Regions from separate parts of the Mus musculus genome. Here regions 2 and 3 are each linked to region 1. Evidence: chromatin contacts called from public HiChIP or PLAC-seq data. All regions are on one chromosome and are shown on one strand. Each heading gives the region's core, a stretch centred on a gene start, on an enhancer-like site or on the middle of the called end of the contact. The rest is flanking DNA. Distances are from core to core; before and after follow the strand shown. Region 1 overlaps F930017D23Rik (RIKEN cDNA F930017D23 gene). Region 2 overlaps Crybg1 (crystallin beta-gamma domain containing 1). Region 3 overlaps Crybg1 (crystallin beta-gamma domain containing 1).

Region 1 (3,002 bases), core at 177-2,676:
CTAACATAAGGGATTAGGCCAGACGAGGAAAATGTTAAAAGTAAAACTGCCTCCAAATTCTATCCAGAGTTTTGAAAGAGGGCTCTGCTGCTCAGGTCCCCGTGTGTGTGATAGTAAGATAGCAGGGGACCTGGCAGTCATGTGTCTGCTATGAGAAGGAAGGTACCATGCAGATCCAGAGGAGGCTGGTCAGAAGCTGGCAGCCGAAGTCACAGCCCTGTCCTTCAGCCTGTTTTCCTTCAGTCTTTTCTTTCTCTCTCTCTTTCTTTCTTTCTTTCTTTCTTTCTTTCTTTCTTTCTTTCTTTTTTTTTTTTTTTTTTTTTTGAGACAGGGTTTCTCTGTGTAGCACTGGCTGTCCTGGAACTCACTCTGTAGACCAGGCTGGCCTCGAACTCAGAAATCCGCCTGTTTCTGCCTCCCAAGTGCTGGGATTAAAGGCACGCACCACCACGCCCCGGCCTTCAGCCTTTTCTAGCCCAGTAACTGGAACACTTCTGACTAAGGCAATGAGATACTGACTCCCCAAAGAGTTCAGAGTGGTCTTCTGAGCTGTAACCTCCTGCAGAGGCCCCTACACCAGTCAGACTCAGCCTGGAACCCTGCATCCAGCACGTGTTATTGGCAGACCCTCTTTAAGTTTATTCTGCCCAGCCTGTCATGAGCATCAGCAGAGTGAGCTTGTGCACCGTTCCTGCCACTGTGCCAGGCCCAGAACTGTAGTCCATCTTCTTGGCCTTCATGTGTATCCCACGGGAGCTCATCAAATGTAGTCTAGAGCTTGCTTCATTCCCTAGAAAGAAAGTGCTGTTTCTTAGCTAGCTATGTGCTTTGCTCTGCTTCATGTTAACTGCAAACTTCAGAAACAGTCGGAATTTTTATGGGATTTATTGCTCTGAGGTTGGAGTTTAAACCACTAGTCATGATATGGCTATGAATGGTTGAATTCTGACACATAAGTGTATACATAAACCATAACGACCCATGTCTATTAATAGAAAGTAAATGAGACATCCAGAAATCTTGTAGTCTCAGAGACGGCAAAGCCTAACGTTAGAGCCTTGTTCGCTTAAGTGAACTGGAGCCAGATACCTCTGGGCCTCAGGAATCTCTCCTCCAGGAAGGAATGCCATGGTCTCCTGGAGACACTCACCAAGAAGCCCAAAGAGTAAGGCAGATTGCGTTGGATGCCGGAGGCGGCAGTCGGGTAAGGCCCTGCTGTGGCAGGCAGGTAAGGCCAAGTCAGGATTATACAGCCTTATTTCCTCTCTCCTTCAAGCATAGGTTTGTTTTCAAAGTTTTAACTGTGCTAAAAGGTCAGGCTGCATTTGCAAAACAAAATATTAAAATGAGTCATATATTCAAGTGGCCAGAGGACTGTGTACAGCATGGGCTTGGGATGCGGGGTGGAGGGCAGGGAGTCATAGCTGACTGACCTTAAGCAAGCATCTCAGCCCTGACATGGGCACTGCAAGCAAGAGCTTGTGGAAAGTTGGAGGTGGTAGCTCTCGTCCCCTGTCACTTGAGCATCTGATCAAAGCAATGTCCAGCTTCCATCTGCCGTGGCTTCCGTCTCATGACTGCTCCTCAGTCCAGCCACTGGGTTTTCTAGAAAAGCAGAGTAAGGAAAGTTCCAACAGCAATAAATACACAACAAAGAATACCCTTTGCTGGGGTGGGTGTGGGTGTGTGGGTGTGTGTGTGTGTGTGTGGTATGTGTGTGTGCATGTATGTGTATGGTGTGTGTGTGTCTGTGTGTGTGTGTATGTGTATGGTGTATGGGATATGTATCTCTGTGTGTGTCTGTATGGTATGTGGCATGGTATGTGTGTGTGTGTGTGTGTGTGTGTGTGTGTGTGTGTGCATGTGTTGTGGTGTGTGGTGTGTATGTATGCATGTATGGTATGTGTATATGTGTGTGGTGTGTGTATCTGTGTATGTGGTGTGTGTGGGATGTGTGTATCTGTATGTGTGTCTGTGTGGTTTGTGGTATGATGTCTGTGTGGGGGTATGAGTGGGTGTGGTATGTGTATGTAATATGAGGGGGTGAGTGTGTGTGTATGTGATGTATGTGTGTGTGTGTGTGGTATGTGAGGTGTGTGTGGGGTGTGTGTGTGGTATATGTATGTGATGTGTGGTGTATGGTGTGTGTGTGGTGTGTCTGTATGTCATGTGTGTATGGTATGTAGGTGTGTGTGTGTTGTGTGTGTATGTCGTGTGTGTATGTCATGTGTGTATGATATGTATGTATGTGTGTGCGATGCATTGCATGCATGTTGTGCATGTGTGGTGTGTGATATGTGGGGTGTTTGTGTGTGTGTATGTGTGTGTGGTGTGTGTCTGTGTGTGTACACAAAAATGTGCCTATCAGTTTCAGGCCAAAGTCACTGGCAAGCACTCTCTACTCAATACTTGCTCTCTAGCCTTAATTTAAAAGATTTGTTTTCCCAAAACCTGGAGTGATTGGTAGGTCATGGAATATAACCATCAATAAAAGAAAATAAGCCATTGGCTGAAAGTCCAAAGACAAAGTACCTGGTTGGTCAAAAGTCTAATAAGGATGCTCTTCCCCCTCTGGAGGCTCCACCTCCACAATCTGACTAACTGCATCCCAATGATCCAGTCTCTTGCCGCCATGCCTGGCAAACATTTTTATGTGGAGTCATTTATAAAGGAGAAAAGAAAAAGAGCAGAGCCCTTAGAGTATCAAATGTAATGTAAGGTCAATTACAAACGCAATTACAAGAAGTCAGGCGGTGACGTCAGATTATAAATGACAAGTCCCTTCTGGTGATATAATTTTCCATATTGGAATTTCGTTCCATTTGCTCAGAAGTTGCTCCTAAAGTATCTAGTAGCCCAACCCGGGCACGCCTGAAACCTAGAATCTGAGAGGATTCACTTGGTCATCCAAGGACCCCTCGTAGGTGTTCCAGATTAAAATAGTAAAAATATTTCCATTCAAATAGGAACTGTTGCCTAAATGAAATTCTATTTTTTCTTTT
Region 2 (3,002 bases), core at 309-2,808, 510 kb before region 1:
AGATGACAGGTGGGTGCTACCAGGTCAGGCCACAGTTCAATAGCATTAATTATAGTCACCGTGCTGTGAGAATTCTCCAGAATTGCTCCTTCCTGCATAATTGAAATGGTTTTCTTTTTACAAGAAGCACAGGTATACATGTAAAGAGAGTTGAGAATCACTCTTGTGGAATCTGATTCGAATGATGCAAACATCAAAGAAAATACCAAAGGCTGTGAGGGTTGGGCATTTCTAATGCACCTGATCCAGTCCAGTGTTTGTTCAGTAAGCCTGAGTCTTATCCCTCTCATCTCTGATAAAGGAGAGGGTGGCATCAGGGAACACTGTTCCACAGTGGGCACATTGTGCCTTTCTGAGATGGTTCGGGGTCAGTGGAAGGCTACTGCCAAGTCTGCCACCCTGAGAGCAGTGGGTGGGTCACCGGGCAGTGATCTCTGCATTAGAAACATTTCTAACGAAGGATTAGCCGAGATTAAGTATAATAGTCACCCACACCCCGCCGGATTCCAGGGAGTCCAGTCCTAACCCTTTGCTGTCCTCATGTGGGAATTTGAGCTGCTGCATCTGTCAGGGAGACCTTTGCGATACCGATGTCTCCCTGAAGTGTGTGATCTGGGCTTAGCTTAGCTTGCCAGGAAGCACTGAGTCTGAGTATGACACACACTTCTTTTTCAGGTTTCTTCCTTCGGGGAGCTGTGAAGTCATGATAGAGGCTAGACGCTTGCCTTGCTCACTTTTGAAGGTTTTCAGGCCCCAGACATGGCAGGCATTTGAACAATCCAACAAACTGAACACCCAGTGAATTCCAAAGCTACTTCAAGCACTGATAACAAAAGATACAGGGTGTGTGTGTATCCATTAGAACTGCTATAGTTCAATATAATTGAATTTCAGTGACTTCTGCTGGGTGACCTTTTCCCCTAAGCCACCTTGTTGGTATGATGGTGCTGGGGACTGAACGTAGGGCTTTGAACATTGGAAGCAGGTGCTCTCCCGTGCTCTCCCACTGACCCACACCTGTCTCGACCTTGTATTTTTTCCTTTTTCTTCTTCCACTTCTCAGTTATTACCAGTTCAGTGTTACATCTATGAACTCTTGTTGGTTTGCTCTAAGCAAAGTCAACCATATTTTTTCAGACCTTTGGCATCCATCTAACACAACTCCTGTGAGACCCAGAACACAAACAGCTTTAAGAAGGCTGCCAGCTAACCCTCATGCCTGGCTTCACATCGTACACACCTCCAAAAGACCGGCCAAGCGAGTAACTGAAGACTAGATGAAGCATGCTTTTACTGGCTTTTACACTTAGGAACGGTACTTCAACTTATCGTGAAATCTTCCCTGGGAAGAATTTCCCCTAGAGGAACAATTTATTGTGCATGGTAGAAGAGACCATCGATTCATATTCAATCGAAAGCGCCCAGGTTACTGCCAGCCAGAGTCGGTAGAGGCATTTCAAAATGACTGAAGAAATCCAATGACTCACCTCACTACTTCCTGTCAACGTTTCTTCACCCAGGGAAAACCTTTTGGTCAGCACTACGGTAGTTTTGTGTATAGGAGAGCCTGGTGTGAGTCACTAGGTCAGACACTGTAGCTGTGTTTGCAGTGGGATTACAAGGAATCTCAGCTTGCAGGTTGTGATTATATAAATTAGCATTCAGCGTGTGCTTTTCTTTCTGACTTTCTAAGAGAGAAAAGAACCCACTATTGCTTTTCTATTGATTCTGTGCTGTTATCTCTTCGCCATCACACATATAGAATTTAAAGAGTAGGCTGGATCCTTAGTGGTTATGTGTACACTTCCAGAGAACTTGGGTCCAATTCCCAACACCCACAGGTGGCTAACAACCATCTGTAATTCCAGTTCCAGGAGAGCTAATGCCTTCTTCTGGCCTCCACAGGCACTGTATGCACACAGTGCACATAACATATATGTAAGCAAAATGTTCATATATGTAAAATAAAGGCCTCCCTTTAAAAAAGTATATAAATGCTACATTGGATGGATGGCTTAAAGCCAATATACAAAAGCTATGGGTGTAGCTCACTTAGAGAGCACATGTCTGGCCTGTGCAAGGCCCTACAAGCCTTGTTCTTATACTACAAGCCGAACAACAGGTGGGAAACAGAGATCTGTGGGGATTCTAAGGACTTGACCAAGATAATGTACGATGGGATGTCGAGTGCGGAAAGCACAGTCAGCTTGCTGAAGGGCACGTGGGAGCCCTATCAGAAGAGGACTCAGGCCCAGGTTTGCAAGATTCCATCTTCAGCCTCTCTAATCAGCACCTTTGACAAGTCGGGGCTTGGCGGCTTTGTTGATGTAATCTCTATTTTATATATCTGGAAACTGAAGCAGGGAGGTGGCTCCTTGCAAGGTGAGAAGCCAAGGGAGACTGGTAAGGGCCAGATTCCAGCCCTCCTTATCGCCAGCCTGCTGCTCTTCCCACTGTGTTATTCCATTTTGTACACACAATGAAAAAGGACTTGGGGTTACGGGGTGATTGCGCACCCCCGTATGTTGGCTTTCCTGTGCTAGAGCTGCAACTGATCTGTTGCTAACAGCGCTCCACCGCCTGAGCGCTAAGAATGAAAATTCTGGTGTACAAATTGCCTCTTCAGCAATCTCCTGCCCAGTGTTTCTTAAAGGTGCAGTTGTGCATGAACAGCCAACCTCTGTTACAAAATATTGTGTTTGCAACTGTGGGAATGAAAATAAAGGAAGGGCATTCATCATAAAAATAGTAAGTTCCAAGAGACTGATTTTAATCTTAAGAACGAAGTAAAAAAGATTGTTGATAAGTGTGGTTAATGAGTAGTGTACAAACCAGGAAAACATTTCTGCCTGCTAGAATAAGGCAGTAAAATCCATTGCAAACTTGTGTCCTACCTGAAGCTGGTGAGCTTGCAGAGGGAGTTAGCTCTGAGGGCTGTAACAAAATGTTCACTAAATATTGATTTTTTTTTAACATGAGCAAATAACACAGTCATTATTATT
Region 3 (3,002 bases), core at 251-2,750, 370 kb before region 1:
GCAGGGAATGCTGAGGACCAGCACAGAGGTAGTGCCAGGAGGCAGGGCTGAGTGGTGAAGGAGAGCTGGGGTGAGGGGTCAATGCCCATTGTCTTAGTTAGGGTGTTATGCTGTGAACAGACACCATGACCAAGGCAACTCTTATAAAGACATTTCATTGGGGCTGGCTTACAGGTTCAGACATACAGTCCAGTATCATCAAGGCAGGAGCATGGCAGCATCCAAGCAAGGCAGACAGGCATGGTGCAGACAGAGCTGAGAGCTCTACATCTTCATCTGGAGGCTGCTAGCAGAATACTGGCTTCCAGGCAGCTAGGGTGAGGGTCTTAAAGCAGACTTCCACAGTGACACACCTACTCCAACAGGGCCACACCTTCTGATAGTGCCACTCTCTGTGCCAAGCGTATACAAACCACCACACTCATCCTCCTTACCTGGAGCCTGTGCTTCCAGTTCCTTGCCCCACCCCTACCCCCGTCCCTGGTCCCTGGCTGCTCTGTTGGGATGAAGGTTTAGGTGGGATGAGTCTACCACACTAGGCTCTGATGTGGGCCACTTGATGCTAGGTGCTCACTGAACACCAGGGTGAAGCTTCTGCTATGAACTTGCTTGTGAAAGTCCACACTGCAGTATCTTCAGAGGCAGCCCGAGGAGACAGATTAGAAAGTTAGACACGCCTGATTTGGTTATCTGCAGATCAATGCAGGTGACTTGAGGCCCTTTTTTTTTTTTTTTTTAAATTAAATCCACTTTCAAAGTTCCCAGTTTTATTAGTTTTGGTAATGTATGACAGAGTTATTTCAAGCTTAAAAATCAATGTGATGGATGGTTTTAAAACTGAGGCTTATTGAGCACCTCCCCCCAAAGATTATTTTTTTCTTAAAGATTTTTTATGTATTTTATGTATGCAAGTGCTCTGTTTTCATGCACACCAAAAGAGGGCATTGGATCCCATTACAGATGGTTATGAGCCACCAATGTAGTTAATAGAATTGAACTCAGGACCTCTGGAAGAGCAACCAGTGCTCTTAACCACTGAGCCATTTCTCCAGCCCTCAAAGACTATATTTTAGGCAGGCACTCCCTTGGTTGTATAAGGGCTAGCTTGCTGGTTGAGCTAGCCTATTTATGGTTTCAGTTTATTTGGGCCATTTGAGGATTTTGGCTGCAGCTTTTAAGCTCACAAAAACACATCGAGGGAAATCTCTCAGTTTATCAACCACTGACTTCTGCCTGTTCAGTATTTTTAGGCAACACTCTCCTCTCTAATTCTAGTTTTGTTTTGTTTTTTACTTAAAAACAACAACAACAACCCCACTCTTTTAATACAAAAGTGTAATGATGCCATCTTTTGAGAGGTTTTCACTGTTATCTAATAGTTCTTATTATTTCCTGCTGTGTGAACTTTAACACTTTTGTAGGCTATGGGTTGCTAAGTCAGATGCCTCCCAGGGCCAGGCAGGAAATACAAAGGGCGAGGCTGCTGGGAGTGGAATCAGAGGGAGCAGTGGAATGTGGGCCAAGACCATGGCCTGGGAAGGACCGCCCATGCTGGATTGCCTGGGCAGAAGGTAGAACTCACTTCCTGTGAGATGTTATCAAACCTAAGGGTTATTTAGCGAGAGAAATAAGAGGAAGAAGTCTTAGTAGGTTGGGGCAGGATGATCCCAAGTTTGAGGCTAGCCTGGTCTTCCTGGTGTGTGAGACCCTGTCTCAAAAGAACAAGAAGCACATAGCACTGACTCTTGGGATACAAATTAAAATTGTATAAGAAAATTTCCTAGTTAAAAAACAATACAGAGCAAAATAAACCAAGGGGCCTGGTTGTAGCTCTGGGGTGGAGTGCTTGGCCAGCATTGCAAGGCCCTGGGTCTGACTTCTCTGCACTCAAACAAACAAACAAACAAACAAACAAACAAAACAAAGACAAAGACAAAGACAAAAACAAAAACAAAAACAAAAACAAAAACAAAAACAAAAACAACAGAACAGAACAGAAGCACACAGTAGCTGTGCATGTCCAGTACGTCTCTGCTGTAGATGGTCTTGTGTCCTCATTTCAGTTTGATAATTTTGGCATCATCTTATATAAATTAAAACAAACCATAAAGTAACCAATCACACTGTGTGCTTCACCTACTGTAACTACTGTGATAATACTGAACACTCTCAGTGGAAACTGAGTTTTTTACTATGCTGTTTTTTGTTTTGTTTTGTTTTAGGGTGGCCGTAAAGTTGAATTCCCTACAGATCCAAAGGTAAGAAGGAGAGGGGAGAGAGAGAGAGAGAGAGAGAGAGAGAGAGAGAGAGAGAGAGAGAGAGAGAGAGAGAGAATATAAGTGGGTGTGCATCCAGAAGTGAGGGGGTAGGGAAGAGAGAAATTATTCTGCGATCTTTAAGTATATGATGCTAATGTGACTTCACCACTAAGTCTTCCTCCCACTAAACTTCAGGAAAAGGCTAATGGCACCGGTTATCTTAGCATGGCCTCCAAGGTTCACTGTTCTATTAACTTTACCATTCCTGGTTGGATTTGCTAATTGATGAGCCCATTGCTGGCAACAGAAGAGAGCTTTTAAGCTTTTCAGCTTGTTTGGGGGAGATTGAGCTCAGCCTTTGCCTGCTGAGCTGTGAGTCCAGCTCCATCCCCCAGCTCTTCCTGCAGAGCCATGAGTCCAGCTCCATCCCCCAGCTCTCCCTGCTGAGCCATGAGTCCAGCTCCATCCCCCAGCTCTCCCTGCTGAACCATAAGTCCAGCTCCATCCCCCAGCTCTCCCTGCTGAACCATAAGTCCAGCTCCATCCCCCAGCTCTTCCTGCAGAGCCATGAGTCCAGCTCTATCCCCCAACTCTTTCTGCAGAGCCATGAGTCCAGCTCTATCCCCCAGCTCTCCCTGCTGAACCATAAGTCCAGCTCCATCCCCCAGCTCTTCCTGCAGAGCCATGAGTCCAGCTCTATCCCCCAGCTCTCCCTGCTGAACCATAAGTCCAGCTCCATCCCCC

The links. HiChIP or PLAC-seq counts read pairs in DNA pulled down with a chosen protein or histone mark.
Region 2: a contact with region 1 is called in a FOXA1 HiChIP or PLAC-seq map of pancreatic cancer cells. The contact joins two enhancer-like sites. A contact is called at or near these places in 1 of 39 promoter capture datasets (liver), 1 of 484 Hi-C or Micro-C datasets (CD4 T cells) and 1 of 115 datasets of contacts at active chromatin or transcription factors (pancreatic cancer cells).
Region 3: an HNF4G HiChIP or PLAC-seq map of pancreatic cancer cells shows a contact between it and region 1. The contact joins two enhancer-like sites. A contact is called at or near these places in 3 of 39 promoter capture datasets (embryonic stem cells, maxillary cranial neural crest and pre-B cells) and 1 of 115 datasets of contacts at active chromatin or transcription factors (pancreatic cancer cells).

What each region holds. Positions count from the first base shown.
Region 1 is chr10:43,602,950-43,605,951 of GRCm38.p6, reverse strand. F930017D23Rik (RIKEN cDNA F930017D23 gene) reads right to left here. Exons shown (of 3, transcript NR_033558.1): 2 at 1,434-1,605. Among named protein-coding and RNA genes, the nearest start is that of F930017D23Rik, 11 kb to the right of the region's middle. Within about 2 kb of position 1,426, at least 27 of the 459 cell types and tissues checked have an H3K27ac peak or open chromatin away from gene starts, as enhancers often do. A contact at or near this core is called in pancreatic cancer cells, where this site is marked.
Region 2 is chr10:44,110,702-44,113,703 of GRCm38.p6, reverse strand. The region is part of intron 1 of Crybg1 (crystallin beta-gamma domain containing 1); the gene reads left to right. Among named protein-coding and RNA genes, the nearest start is that of Crybg1, 37 kb to the left of the region's middle. Within about 2 kb of position 1,558, at least 47 of the 459 cell types and tissues checked have an H3K27ac peak or open chromatin away from gene starts, as enhancers often do. A contact at or near this core is called in pancreatic cancer cells, where this site is marked.
Region 3 is chr10:43,976,054-43,979,055 of GRCm38.p6, reverse strand. It overlaps Crybg1 (crystallin beta-gamma domain containing 1), which reads left to right. Exons shown (of 22, transcript NM_001368305.1): 10 at 2,223-2,258. All of the region lies in intron 3 of Gm40636 (a long non-coding RNA gene), which reads right to left. Among named protein-coding and RNA genes, the nearest start is that of Gm40636, 9.3 kb to the right of the region's middle. Within about 2 kb of position 1,500, at least 53 of the 459 cell types and tissues checked have an H3K27ac peak or open chromatin away from gene starts, as enhancers often do. A contact at or near this core is called in pancreatic cancer cells, where this site is marked.